Linked DNA regions of Macaca mulatta: region 1 is linked to region 2. The links are chromatin contacts, called in public Hi-C maps. All regions are on one chromosome and are shown on one strand. Each heading gives the region's core, a stretch centred on a gene start, on an enhancer-like site or on the middle of the called end of the contact. The rest is flanking DNA. Distances are from core to core; before and after follow the strand shown.

What was found. Hi-C and Micro-C count contacts between places; a contact is called where the count stands out from the background.
Region 1: a contact with region 2 is called in a Hi-C map of blood, with 2.3 times the contacts expected there. The contact joins the promoter of POP5 here to the promoter of COQ5 in region 2. A contact is called at or near these places in 2 of 14 Hi-C or Micro-C datasets (blood and liver).

What each region holds. Positions count from the first base shown.
Region 1 is chr11:127,901,181-127,908,644 of T2T-MMU8v2.0, forward strand. It overlaps POP5 (POP5 ribonuclease P/MRP subunit), which reads right to left and starts at 4,637. Exons shown (of 5, transcript NM_001266561.2): 1 at 4,598-4,637; 2 at 4,370-4,512; 3 at 3,038-3,187; 4 at 2,783-2,866; 5 at 2,318-2,684. The coding sequence starts at 4,617. The coding sequence ends at 2,590. It overlaps RNF10 (ring finger protein 10), which reads left to right. Exons shown (of 17, transcript NM_001260820.1): 17 at 1-796.
Region 2 is chr11:127,840,538-127,847,306 of T2T-MMU8v2.0, forward strand. It overlaps COQ5 (coenzyme Q5, methyltransferase), which reads right to left and starts at 4,864. Exons shown (of 6, transcript XM_077955428.1): 1 at 4,646-4,864. The coding sequence starts at 4,847. All of the region lies in intron 1 of LOC144333152 (a long non-coding RNA gene), which reads right to left.

The sequences.
Region 1 (7,464 bases), core at 3,387-5,886, 60 kb after region 2:
TGTTTTTTACCCCCATGCTTTTGTTTGGCTGCTGTAATTTTTAAGTATTTGAGTTTGAACGGATTAGCTCTGGGGGGAGGGTGTTTCCACAATGTGAGGGGGAACCAAGAAAATTTTAAATACAGTGTATTTTCCAGCTTCCTGTCTTTACACCAAAATAAAGTATTGACACAAGAGATCTCTTCCTGCCACGGTTTTTAGTTCATTGCCAGTTTAGTCTTTTTGACCCATGTGTAATTAATTTTTCTCAACCCAAAATAAGATTGAATCCCTTCGAGATGCATTAGAGCAGTCCAACCCGGAATGGTGCACACACTGCTCTGCTGTAGCATCATGTCAGGCCTTCCTGGGCTCAGCACACCTCTGTCTTTTAAAAAACAGCTGAATCTTTACTACCTATTTAGTTCTTCTTGTTAAAGAAATGGGTGGGAATAAAATGGATTTAGGACACCCAGTTTGTATTGCAGTTTACTTTTCTTCTGACACATGGCCAGTCTGTGGTACCAGCTTAATGGAGTAGGCTGTCCCTGGCACTTGCATGTGTGAAAGGAGGGTTTTGCCTTTTCTTGGGCATGGCTTGCATTGGTAAGGAAAGCTGTAACTCATGAAGCCCTGAGACCTGCTACCCCTAAGATTGAGCTTGTTTTAGGTGACTGGCTTGAGTCATAGGAACAGGAGTGTGGTACAGCTGCAGCAGAGCAGGGCCATCTGAAGTGGTAGCATTGCCACCATCTCCCTCTAATCTAGAGCAGTCTTCTTATGCCTTGGTTTGAGCTGAATTTGATGTAAATTCTTTTTCTGCTTAATAAAGTGACCTCTAGGTGTGTTAGAATGCGAAGGCAAATAGTCACAATAAATCACCTGCACAAGCAATGTGAGCTTTTTGTTAAGTTCATTACAGGTGAGCTAGACAAGTTACTTCTTGAATAGGTTAACGTGACAGCTACTGTGATATTGTGGGCTGTCTTTTCTGGTGTCAGGTTTAAATGGTTCTAGAGCTGGGCTTAGCTTTAACCTGCCATTTTAAAAGAAATCCTATCAGGAAATTTCCTGGATGGATGAGGGTGTTCTGGTCTCAAGATGAGGGGGCATGTTGAAGCCAAAATCACCAGTATTTCTGTTAAATGTGTATGGTACTTTCAGTCTCATCCATTGTATTACGGAGAAAACAGATCCCAGAAATGTCGGTAGGTAGTACACCAAATCTGGATCATAAGTCTCTTGCCGTTCCTACTTTCTGTGAGTATGGCAGTCTGACTTGTCTTCAGGGTAAGGCGCTTAAATGAGGAAGAGTAGAACTACAAAAAACTACCTTAAGTTTCTTAAGTGGGCAGCTGCTACATGACCATGCAATAATGATGTCAGGTGAGGCCAGCCCCCCCAACCCCAACTGCAAAAGTTGCATTGTTTGTTTGAGATGGAGTCTCCCTGTGTCACCCAGGCTGGAGTGCAGTGGCGCAATCTCAGCTCACTGCAAGCTCCGCCTCCTGGGTTCATGCCATTCTCCTGCCTCAGCCTCCTGAGTAGCTGGGATTACAGGCACCTGCCACCATGCCCGGCTAATTTTTTGTGTTTGTAGTGGAGACAGGGTGTCACCGTGTTAGGCAGGATGGTCTTGATCTCCTGACCTCGTGATCCGCCTGCCTCAGCCTCCCAAAGTGCTGGGATTACAGGCATGAGCCACCGCGCCCGGCCCAAAGTTGCATTTTTGCAGTTACCTGATTAACTGTTGGCAAGGAATCTGGTATCTATAAGACCCTGTGGTTCAGTACTGAGACGGACTATAGATCTCTGCCAGTTCATTTGCTGTGTCTCAGCTAATATTTCTATTCCAAATGACTTGTCTTGCTTAGGGCCCATCTTGGGGCCGGGGGTACACAGCTTCAGGTAGAAGGCTAAGTATTGAAAATTTAGGCCAGGCACAGTGGCTCACGCCTTTAATCCCAGCACTTTGGGAGGCCAAGGCAGGCCAATCACTTGAGGCCAGGAGTTCAACAGCAGCCTGGCCAACATGGCAAAACCCTGTCTCTACTAAAAATACAAAAATTAGCCAGGTGTGGTGGTGCACGTCTGTAATCCCAGCTACTTGGAAGGCTGAGGTGGGAGAATTGCTTGAACCCGGGAGGTGGAGGTTGCAGTGAGCCGAGATTGGGCCAGTACACTCCAGCCTGGGTGACAGAGTGAGACTGTCTCAATAAAAAAGTTTAGTACCACACAGGGAGTCACTCTTCCCACCAAGGCTAGGGATAGAGAACAGAGACTTAGCCAAGCATGGACTCCATAAGCCCTTTTTGTAACATAAGTATACTAAATGCCACGGAAACCAAATACATTTATTAAATCTACTCTTAGCCAAGCAATAAAGATGTCTACATAGAGTTCACAACCTGCAACACTTAACCAGGGAATGCTAGGTAAAGGCAACTTCAGTTTAACTGAGTACTCTATTTCAAGTGGGTAACATGTCCGCTGGTTGGCAGCTATCCAGCTTGGAAAACTGTAGAAGATGCTGTTGCTACCCAGATTGTTCTGTTCAACAAGTGGGCCCGAAGCCTGAGCAGTGTAGCCTGCTGTGTGGTGAGCAGAGGGTCACTCCATTGCTTCTGCAGCCTCCTCACCTGACTCTTCCTCCTCCTCTAGTAAGCAGCTTCTTGTCACAGACTTCTGGATAGCTTCCCGCTCTCCTGGAGAAGGCAGATAGGGATGAAAGATGTCTTTGGGAGTGATTTCTTCAGCTCGAGGTCAGTCACTGCTCAGCGGGCACTGGGCTAGTATTGCTTACCTTCATCAGTGCAGTTCTGCAACAAGATCAACAGCTGTCTCCTGTTGTACTGAATTAGGAACTTCTGACATGTTCTTATTGTACCTGGCATGTGAGTTACTGCGGTCAACAGCTTGTGAAAGGTCTCGACCTTACTTTCAGAGGTAGGGGAAGTGTCTTGTTAGCGGGACAGCAGGAAGACCCACCCACCAGTCTAGACTGAACTCTGAACATGTCACCTATTGAAAATCAGTAGCCGTATCACGTCACTCCTACCTCCCACATGTAACGTGTTGAAAAAGCATGGGTAACGGTGTCCTTTGTTCTCCAGGTATGTGATGAAGGGAAGAGCTGACCACACAAGCTGATAGAACTCTTTTCTGCATCGAAGTAGCACTATTCCAGTATAGGCATTGAGGTATCGAACTACAACAGGGAAAAAAAAATCATTTCGGAAAATTTTGCTGTGTGTGGTGGCTCACACCTGTAATCCCAGCACTTTGGGAGGCTGAGGCGGGCAGATCACTTTACGTCAGGAGTTCGAGGCCAGCCTGGCCAACATGATGAAAACCCGTCTCTACTAAAAATACAAAAATTAGCCGGGCGTGGTGGTGCACGCATGTAATTCCAGCCACTCAGGAGACTGAGTCATGAGAATCGCCTGAACCCAGGAGGTGGGGGCAGCAGTGACCTGTGATCTCCCTGCTGCACTCCAGCAGCCTGGGCAACAGAAGACTGTCTCAAAAAAAAAAAAAAAAACAAAAAAACTTTAGAGTAACAGAGCACAAGTGGCACGTAGGATCTTTCAGCGAGTAAAAGAGAAAAGCCAAAACACCCACTGTGTTGCACACCACTCAGAACTGGTGAATGAATTTAGAATCTAACATGCTTTCTAATTCACTAGTTAATTCAATAAATAGGAGCAGGTAGGAGGGCGATCCATTTTAATTTAGGAAAAACCCTCGCCTGAAAAATAGGCTGTTTTACTGCAGTTGGGCTCTGTAATTCTTGTAGCAGTCAGCTGAGTCTCACCTGACTTAAGGATGAGTTAAGCCTATCTGCATTTAACTCTCCAGAAGTCAATCCTCAAGCAAGGTAAAAGGGGGAACTAATATAAATGGTGTGGAAGAAGGGCCCCGGGCCCCTCTTTGTCCCGGCTCATCCTGTATTCACATATATTGACGATCATGTGTTCTGTACTTTACCAACTAAGGGCATTCCCAAGGATACTTTCGACAATTTTTTTCCATGTGATGTTAATGTAATCGGTCATAATAGCTCTTACTAGGAACTAGATACAGCTTCCCTCATTTAATTCTCTATCCTATCAAATTCAATCACAACCAATTACAGAAATTACCTGTCAAGCAGGCAAAAAGAGGCCTCTAGCTCAAAGACCCACTGCCTTCGGGCCCCTCCTTTTAGCTCTCTGCTAATTTCGGACTCGTGTGGATCTCTCGCTTGCGGTCCCCGGCGCTTAAAGAGATACCTTACAAAAAACGATGCACGGGCTTGGCCACTCGTGCCCCTTCTTTCTTCCTCCGGCGCCTGCCCCCTCCACGTCCCGCCATCCTCCCGGGTTCCCCTCTTCCCCCAACGCTCTCGCACCCGCGAAGCCGATGGAGCAGGCGGCTGCGCCGAAAGTCCCGTGCACCCTGGCGATAGTGTCCCGTACGAGGCTGCTCAGAACTCGGTCATCGAGGCTTAGGCGGCAGCGGGGGTCGTCAGACACCAATTCGCAGAGCAGGTACCTGCGGCAGGCGAGAGGAAGGTGGGCGCTAGCGGCGCCGCGGGGACCTGGCAAGGCGCTGGGTGGGTCTGGAAGGGAATGCTTACCTGTGCTTGAACCGCACCATAGCTGCCTCCGCGCCGTCGGGATCGCTGTGCAAACCGGATGTGGGTTCCGTCCGCGGCCCGTGGGAAGCTTACTTCCGCAGCCTTTCAGCCATTCAGAGAAGGAGACAGGACATGCGGGCGGAGCTAGAAAGTTGAGAGGCCGAACTCTGTGTCAGTCTCCCTCAAGCCCCACCTAACTCTGCGTTTGTAAGCGCGCATGCGTCCTGCGGAGGGTCTCTGACTAGTTTGAGGGCTGAACTTCGGCTTGGAGCGGCTGGGAGCGGTTTGGAGCGGCTTGCAGCTGCGATGGGTGGTTTTGCTGCACACCGGAGTTTACAATACTGTGTAGGATGCAACCGCTGCCCTTGGGGCCCTGGGAACCTTGCAGCACAGGTATGTATGCGAGTACATTCTCTCCCCAAGGTGAACCGTGGAGTTTTTGAGGGCAAGACCCTGCACTTCACAGCCCAGGGATTGACAAACGGGAAATCGGACTCTTATTTTCAGGTTTGAGCTCAGTTTAATTCTTCCATGCAGCTAAATGTGCTATTGCTGTTTGGGCCTTTCAAAAATCTTAGGGAGGCGAGTGTGCTGTCTCATTTTTTGTTCGCAGAAACAATACGTGGTCATTGTATTTTCCATTTCTGTTTTCCTTTCCTTTTTATTTTTTTTTTTTTAACAGAAAAGCACAAAGAAGCAAATAAATTATAATCCCAGCACTGAGAGAGAATAACTGTTGTCGTGTAGTGTGTTTTCTTCTGTCATTTTCCCCCTGGGCCAGCGGTTCTCAAAGTGTCGTCTGGGGACCCCTGAGATTTCCTAAACTCACTCGGTTTAGGAGTCCCCGAAGCCAAAATTACTTTCATAATAATACTAAGATGTTACTTGTCTTTTTCATTCTCTCAGAGTGAACAGTCAAGTTTTCCAGAGGCTGCTTGACGTGATGATATCACTGCTCTAACAGCTAATGGAATTGTGTATTTTTTTTAAACATTTCTCAACTTTAATGTCCATAGTAAATATAACCCACAAAACTAAAAGCTCTTGGGGATCCTCAGTAACGTGTGTAAAGGGGTCCTGAGACAGAGAAAACAGTTTGAGAACTATGCCCTCTGTTAAATTATGTTTTTTCTTTTATTTTCTTTTTAAGTATTTTTTTAAAAAAGTCTTATGTGGTATTACATAAAATACATATTCTTTTTTTTTTTTTTTTTTTTTTTGAGACGGAGTCTCGCTCTGTCACCCAGGCTGGACTGCAGTGGCCGGATCTCAGCTCACTGCAAGCTCCGCCTCCCGGGTTTACGCCATTCTCCTGCCTCAGCCTCCCGAGTAGCTGGGACTACAGGCGCCCGCCACCTCGCCCGGCTAAGTTTTTGTATTTTTAGTAGAGACGGGGTTTCACTGTGTTAGCCAGGATGGTCTCGATCTCCTGACTTCGTGATCCGCCCGTCTCGGCCTCCCAAAGTGCTGGGATTACAGGCTTGAGCCACCGCGCCCGGCCAAAATACATATTCTTAAGTGTACATCTCAATGAATTTTTACATATGCGTAGACTTCTATAACCACCTCCAAGATTAAAGAGCACTTCCAGTATCCCAGAAGGTTCCCTGATCCCTCTTCCAGTCAAACTCCCTTACTGCCACTATTACCATTTCTACCCTGCTAGATTAGTTTTGCCTGTTCTTAAATTTTATATAAATGTCCTCCAGCATGTTTTCTTTTGTGTTTGCCTTCTTTTGCTCAACATGATTGTAAGATTGATTCCTGTTGTTTTGGCTCTATTTTCTTTTTTCTTTTTTTGTTTTTAAGACAGAGTCTTGCTCTTGTTGCCCAGGCTGGAGTGAAATGGCACGATTTCGGCTCGCTGCAACCTCCGTCTCCTGAGTTCAAGCGATTCTCCTGCCTCAGCCTCCCGAGTAGCTGGGGTTACAGGCACCCGCCACCACGACCAGCTAATTTTTGTATTTATTTATTTACTTTCGAGACGGAGTCTCTATTGCCCAAGCTGGAGTGCAGGGGCGTGATCTCAGTTCACTGCAACCTCTGCCTCCCGGGTTCAGGCGATTCTCCTGTCTCAGCTTCCCAAGTAGCTGGGACTGCAGGCGCGTGCCACCACAACTGGCTAATTTTTGTATTTTTAGTAGGGATAGGGGTTCACCATGTTGGCCAGGCTGGTCTCGAACTCCTGACCTCAGGTAATCCACCCACCTTGGCCTCCCAAAGTGCTGGGATTTTGGGATTATAGGCGTGAGCCACCACGCCTGGCTGTTTCGCTATATTTTCATGTCAACTGTTCAGCTACGATACTGTTTTTTCAGCTGTGCAGTAATGCATTGTTTGGATGTACCACTGTGAAGTTGGTCAGTATCTCCTGGTAGACGTTTACATTATTTCCAGGTTTTCTTGTTATGCCCAGTACTTTGATGTATGGCTTTGTAGCTTAGTCTTTATGCCCATCCCTGATTATTTGTAGAAATGTCTTAGCCTTGGCTGGTCCTGTGAGGTCTGTAATGGAGGCAGCTTTCACAACTGATTTTTGCAAGATCTGGAATGAGTTCTGAATTTTCCCATCTCCCACTCTTCTTGGCCACCTTAAAGGAGGGATGTGGGGAAAGGTAGGGAAGAGAAGAATAGGAAGAGGGAACGCCGTGGCTCTACCCAGGGACCAGTGATAACGACGGCACTCCCCACCCAAGAACAACCTTTCTCCAGAAAGTGTCTGCGGCATCCTCATTTGGCCAACAGGGGGCGCCAGAGGCTCGCAGTGCGCGGAGAGAGCAACACACCCCCAACCCCTGAGCGCTCCACCCCTCACGGAAATTTCACTCCTAACACTTCCCAGCCTTCATTTCAGCGGCAATGCTTCG
Region 2 (6,769 bases), core at 3,614-6,113:
CCTGGCTAACACGGTGAAACCCCGTCTCTATTAAAAAATACAAAAAACTAGCCGGGCGAGGTGGCAGGCGCCTGTAGTCCCAGCTACTCGGGAGGCTGAGGCAGGAGAATGGCGTAAACCCAGAAGGCAGAGCTTGCAGTGAGCTGAGACCAGGCCACTGCACTCCAGCCTGGGCGACAGAGCCAGACTCCGTCTCAAAAAAAAAAAAAAAAAAAAAAAAAAAGGAAAGAGGGAATTGAGCAACAAACATGAAAATGCTGATAATGCTGGAAGTGAAATTCAAATTGAGTGTCAGTGGAGTTATAGGAGAAATAGATGACTGTGGGAATTTTGACACTGCTGCCACTGGAGACTCTAGACATACAGTCAGAGGAACTGCAGGAAAATGAACTTACCAACATATACAAGAAATGGAGCTGTGACAAAAAAAGTTGAAGATGTCCCAGAAGAAGTGATGCCAGCAAAAACTTTCACATTAAAGGAGTTCTTGGAGGTATTTCATAACATTGAAAGCACAAAGGATAAAATATTAGAAGTAGATAAAAACTTAGAGAGAAATATGGCAATTTGCCAAGGCATAAAAAAAGCTATTTCATATGACAAGAAGGTGGCAAACAGTGCTCAAACTACTCTTGGGAAATTTTTTACAAGGAAATAACAAGAATTTAATTTTCACGGTTTCTAATTTTTTATTAGATTTTTTTTTTCTTTTTTTTGAGACGGTCTCACTCTGTCGCCCAGGCTAGAGTGCAGTGGCACAATCTCGGCTCACTACAACCTCCACCTCCCCGGTTCAAGCAATTTGCCTGCCTCAACCTCCCAATTAGCTGTGATTACAGGCGTGCGCCACCACACTTGGCTAATTTTTTTTTGTATTTTTAGTAGAGATGAGGTTTCACCATGTTGGCCAGGCTGGTCTCGAACTCTTGACTTCAAGTGATCTGCCTACCTCGGCCTCTCAGAGTGCTGGAATTACAGGTGTGAAAGATCGCACCTGGCCATAAATAAATATCAACTTTGGTATACATTTTTTCATTTCACTATACATTTATAACTGACAGGGTTTTTGATGGTTGATAATTTTTAAAGGTCATAGAACAATTGTAATTTTTCCCATTGATTAAGGTCATTGCGTATGACTTCAGCTTGCACATTTTCAGTCATGCATTACTGTGCAAAGCGAGGACTGTCTGTACTGCAATCTCAGTCCCCAATCTGGAATTCGTATTTAGTTCAGCAGTTAACTTCTTCCCTGCTTGCCACTGTACGAAATGTTGATTATACATTGTAAAGCACAAAACAGAAGTTAGGCATTATTATTATCATTACTAATTACTGGGTAAGAGCATACACTTTGGAAGTAACCCACCTGAATTCAAATCTCAGCTCTGCCACTTATTAGCAGAATCTTGGGCAAGTGATTTAATGTATTTGTTTCACATTTTTTCTTTCTTTCTTTCTTTTTTTCTTTGAGAGGAGTTTTGCTGTTGTTGCCCAGGCTGGAGTGCAATGGCACAATGTGGGCTCACCAAAACCTCCCCTTCCCAGGTTCAAGGGATTCGCCTACTCCAGCCTCCCAAGTACCTGGGAATACAGGCATGCACCACCATGCCAGGCTAATTTTGTATTTTCAGTAGAGACGGGGATTTCTCCATGTTAGTCAGGCTGGTCTGGAACTCCCGACCTCAGATGATCCACCTGCCTCGGCCTTCCAAAGTGCTGGGATTACAGGTGTGAGTTACTGTGCCCGGACTCACATTTTATTTACTTATAAAATTGGGCTATGGTGGGCGCGGTGGCTCCCGCCTGTAATCCCAGCACTTTGGAAGGCCGAGGCGGGTGGATCATGAGGTCAGGAGATCGAGACCATCCTGGCTAACATGGTGAAACCCTGTCTCTACTGAAAAAAAAATACAAAAAAGTAGCTAGGCGTGGTGGCGGGTGCCTGTAGCCCCAGCTACTCGGGAGGCTGAGGCAGGAGAATGGCGTGAAGCCTGGAGTCGGAGCTTGCAGTGAGCCGAGATGGCGCCACTGCACTCCAGCTTGGGCGACAGAGCAAGACTCCGTCTCAAAAAAAAAAAGAAACCCCGTCTCTACTAAAAATACAAAAACAGGGCCCAGAGGCAGACACCTATAATCCCAGCTACTTGAGAGGCTGAGACAGGAGAATCACTTGAACCTGGGAGGTGGAGGTTGCAGTGAGCCAAGATCAAACCACTGGACTCCAGCCTGGGCAATAGAGCGAGACTCCATCTCGAAAAAAAACTGGGCTAATAGTTCTTATCCTACAGTTTTATTTATAAGAATTAATGTGAAGTATTTTAGAAAGTTTCAGGACCTTAATAAGTGCTTGCTACTGCACTTGACTAGTCTTAAAAGTAAAAAATAAAATAAAATGAAATGGTTGGTATTATTGTACTTGGCTCCACTTATTTCATTCCATAAGCAGTTATCAAGCTCCTAATGTGCATCAAGCACTGAGGAAATAGGAATGAATGAACCACTGTCCTGGCTTTCTGGCCATTCAGTCATCTGAAACAAATAATAATTTGAATTTGACATTCAAAGTGTTAAAGTAGCGCTATGTATTAGCAAGGTTGAGGTGGGTAGACTTTAAGGGGATGGGAAATTCCACTGTGGGCATTTCCTGGGTGACTCAGTAAAGAAACCTCTCAGAGCCTCACCTTATATCTCTGTAAAATGGGCCAATTCCTTCATCATTATAAATAGTACTAGTAGAGTTTAAAAACACTCCTTTTCCTTTCCTATGCCTGTGGCACAGGGCTGACAAAAAGAAACTGCTCAACATTATTGAACAATTACTAAGTGCCAGGGACTGTTTAAAGTGCTTTCATATATCAAGTATTCTGATACTCACAAGAACTCGGAGAAGAAGGGTTACTATTAGTCCTACTTGACAAATTTGGAAGCTGAGGCACACAGAAGATAGTTTCTCTCCTTCCTTCTTTCCTTTCTTTCTTTCTTAACAGGCTGGGGGTGGTGGCTCATGCCTGTAATCCCAGCACTTTGGTAGGCCAAGGCGGCTGGATCACCTGTTCGAGACCAGCCTGACCAACATGGAGAAACCCCGTCTCTACTAAAAATACAAAATTAGTCGGGCATGGTGGCGCATGCCTGTAATCCCAGCTACTCGGGAGGCTGAGGCAGGAGAATCATTTGAACCCAGGAGGCTGAGGTGCAGTGAGCCAAGACTGTTCCATTGCACTCCAGCCTGGGCAACAAGAGAGAAACTCCGTCTCAAAATAAATAAATAAATAAATAAATAAACAAACAAACAAACAAAACAAAAAAACCTATTTTTCTCTAGAGATAAAGAACGTGGGCTTCAGACTCTGATTAAACTGGGTTTGAATACTGGTTCCGCCACTTACTAGATATGTTCCAACCGGGCAACTTCTTGCTTAACCTTTAAGTCTCAATTTCCTTACGTGTAATATGGTAATAACAATACACACAACTGGAATGTTGAAAATGAGAAATGAAGCCGGGAGCGGTGGCTCAAGCCTGTAATCCCAGCACTTTGGGAGGCTGAGACGGGCAGATCACAAGGTCAGGAGATCGAGACCATCCTGGCTAACACGGTGAAACCCCGTCTCTACTAAAAAATACAAAAAACTAGCCGGGCGAGGTGGCGGGCGCCTGTGGTCCCAGCCACTCGGGAGGCTGAGGCAGGAGAATGGCGTAAACCCGGGAGGCGGAGCTTGCAGTGAGCTGAGATCCGGCCACTGCACTCCAGCCTGGGCAACAGAGCCAGACTCAGTCTCAAAAAAAAAAAAAAAAAAAAAAAAAAGAAAATGAGAAATGAAAATAATGTCTGTACGTTGCCTGGCACATCACAAACGCTCAGTTGATGGGATTTAGTCATCATTATTCTGCTTTTAAAAAGGGGGCGTCTGGCCGGGCGCGGTGGCTCACGCCTGTAATCCCAGCACTTTGGGAGGCCGAGGCGGGCGGATCACAAGGTCAGGAGATCCAGACCACGGTGAAACCCCGTCTCTACTAAAAATACAAAAAATTAGCCGGGCGCGGTTGTGGGCGCCTGTAGTCCCAGCTACTCGGGAGGCTGAGGCAGGAGAATGGCGTGAACCCGGGAGGCGGAGCTTGCAGTGAGCCGAGATCGCGCCACTGCACTCCAGCCTGGGCGACAGAGCGAGACTCCGTCTCAAAAAAAAAAAAAAAAAAAAAAAAGGGGGCGTCTGGCTGGGCGCGGTGGCTCTCGCCTGTAATCCCAGCATTTTGGGAGGCCGAGGTGGGTGAATCACCTGACGTCAGGAGTTCGAAACCAGCCTCATGAAACCCCATCTCTGGCAAGAATACAAAAAAGTTAGCCGGGCGTGGTGGCGGGCGCCTGTAATCCCAGCTACTTGGGAGGCTGAGGCAGGAGAATCGCTTGAACCCGGGAGCCGCAGGTTGCACTGAGCCAAAATCGCGCCATTGCACTCCAGCCTGGGCAACAAGAGCGAAATTCCGTCACAAAAAAAAAAAAAAAAAAGAAAAAAAAGAAATCAGAACTGCACAGACAACAACACTGGAACTAACTGGATGTTAAATCAACCCTAACTGGCCAGAAGAAACCAGACCGTGGACGGTCAGATCCCTCCATCCGCCCTCTCGCCCCTTTCACCTTTGCCCCCCTTCTCCTCTTCCGGCACAGTCTCAAACCCGAAGTGCGTTTCCGTTGCCCGCTTCTCTTGGGACAAGAGCCGAGCACTTAGTGAGGCCCCCGGCCAAGAGCTACGAAGGCCGAGGAGCTGGCAGCCCCGCATCGCCCGCGACCACCCACGGCCGCAATAGCTCCATAGAGCGCAGCTCTTGGGGGCAGCCATCTTGGTAGTCGAGTGACAAGGGCCAGAGAGTACGCCTTGTTGCGTCACTAGACGAACGACGGCGGCTGGCGGGAAACATTATTAGCCGAACGCGCCCTGAAATCTGATACACAGTTGTACGGGCAAAATCTCTAGGATCCAGAGGGTAGTCTTTAAGTATCGGAAATCTCTTCCTCTCTCTCTTCTCTGATTGAATTTACAATTCACCAGGAATGAGGGGAGCTCAGGGGAGCCCCGAGTCACCTCTTAGCGGCTATGTCTCTGAATCTGGCTAGGCAGAAGAGTACTAACTCGCAAGATATCCAGGAACTCTTGTTTTCTTGTGCAGAAGGGAGAAATTGAGGCATGGTGTGATTAAAAAGCCAAGATCACGGGGCCAATTCCTGCACACTTTGTTGAGCGTAAGAATCACTTGGTTTAAGTTTTAAAATGAAGATTCCTGGGTTCCCAACTACCAGAGATTTTGAATCAGTAAATCTGACATATATCCCTTTAATCTCTATTTAAACAAATTTCTCTGGTGATTCTGATGCAAGAGATTTGCAGACCATTCTTGAGAAACATATGCTAGACTACTCTGAAAAATAAACATACTACGGGCAGACTTCTTTGGTCTGTCCGTTTTATGAACCTAGGAAGCTCATAAATGGGAACGAAAGCTCAAGTATCCACTTAGCAAGCCAGAACCACCACTCACACTTGGTCTCCTGCTGACACAAAGCTACATTCCTAGCTCCAACTGGCATGTCATGGGTGTTTTACTTCAGCCCCAGATTTTCAGTCTTTTTTTAATGGAAAGGGTAATGTAGACCGTCTTGTGCAAAATAAAGAATGGACGTTGTTGAGTTTTGCTTGGATTACTGTATGTTTCTGCTTTCATTCCATTTTAAATGTATGTTTCCTGTAAATATTTCACGAGGAGAAAGCGCCAATAGAAGAAACTATTTTGAAACGAAAATTCTCTTCCTGGTTTAATATAGCCTGACAGATGGACACCTACCGCTTTCGTTTGGGAAGTACTGCGCGGGGATTTCTGTTTCTTTTTTATTTTAAGAATGATAGAAGGTCCTCGTTGGTATAGTGATGAGAAAAAAAAAAGGAATGATACAAGGGCGAAATGATTCATCCATGTATTCATAATTCTCATGTCTTTGTTAAAAGAAATTAAGTGGCTGGGTGCAGTGGCCTGTAATCCCAACACTTTGGGAGCCCGAGGCAGGCGGATTGCATGAGGTCAGCAGTTCGAGACCAGCCTGGTTAATATGGTGAAACCCCGTCTCTGCTAAAATACAAAAATCAGCCAGAAGTGGTGATGCACACCTGTAGTCCCAGCTATTCAGGAGGCTAAAGCAGGAGAATCACTTCAACCCAGGAGTCAGAGGTTGCAGTGAGCCGAGATTGCACCACTGCACGCAAGCCTGGGTGACAGAGCGAGACTCCATCTCAAAAATAATTAAATAAATAAATAAAGTCTCATCAAAGAATCTTATCTCTTCCATATCTAGTTATATAAAAGAATGGATCTCAGGATTTGGGGCTGTTCCTTCTGCACATCAGATTAAGTATCCAGACCAACAGTATTTCACTGTTCTCTTATTTCATATGATTTGTGGGGCAAAACCTGTAAAAAGTGAAGCAGGACAAGGACTGTTGAAAGGCATTTTTTTTTTTGAGGTGGCGTCTTGTTCTGTTGCCTAGGCTGGAGTGCAGTGACACGACCTTGGCTCACTACAACCTCTGCCTCCTGGGTTCAAGCAATCCTCCTGCCTCAGCCTCCCTGGTACCTGGGATTACAGGCACGCATCACCATGCCAGGCTAATTTTTGTATTTTTAGTAGAGATGGAGTTTCACCATGTTGGCCAGGCTGGTCTTGAACTCCTGACTTCAGATGATCTACCCGCCTCAGCCTCCCAAAGTGGTG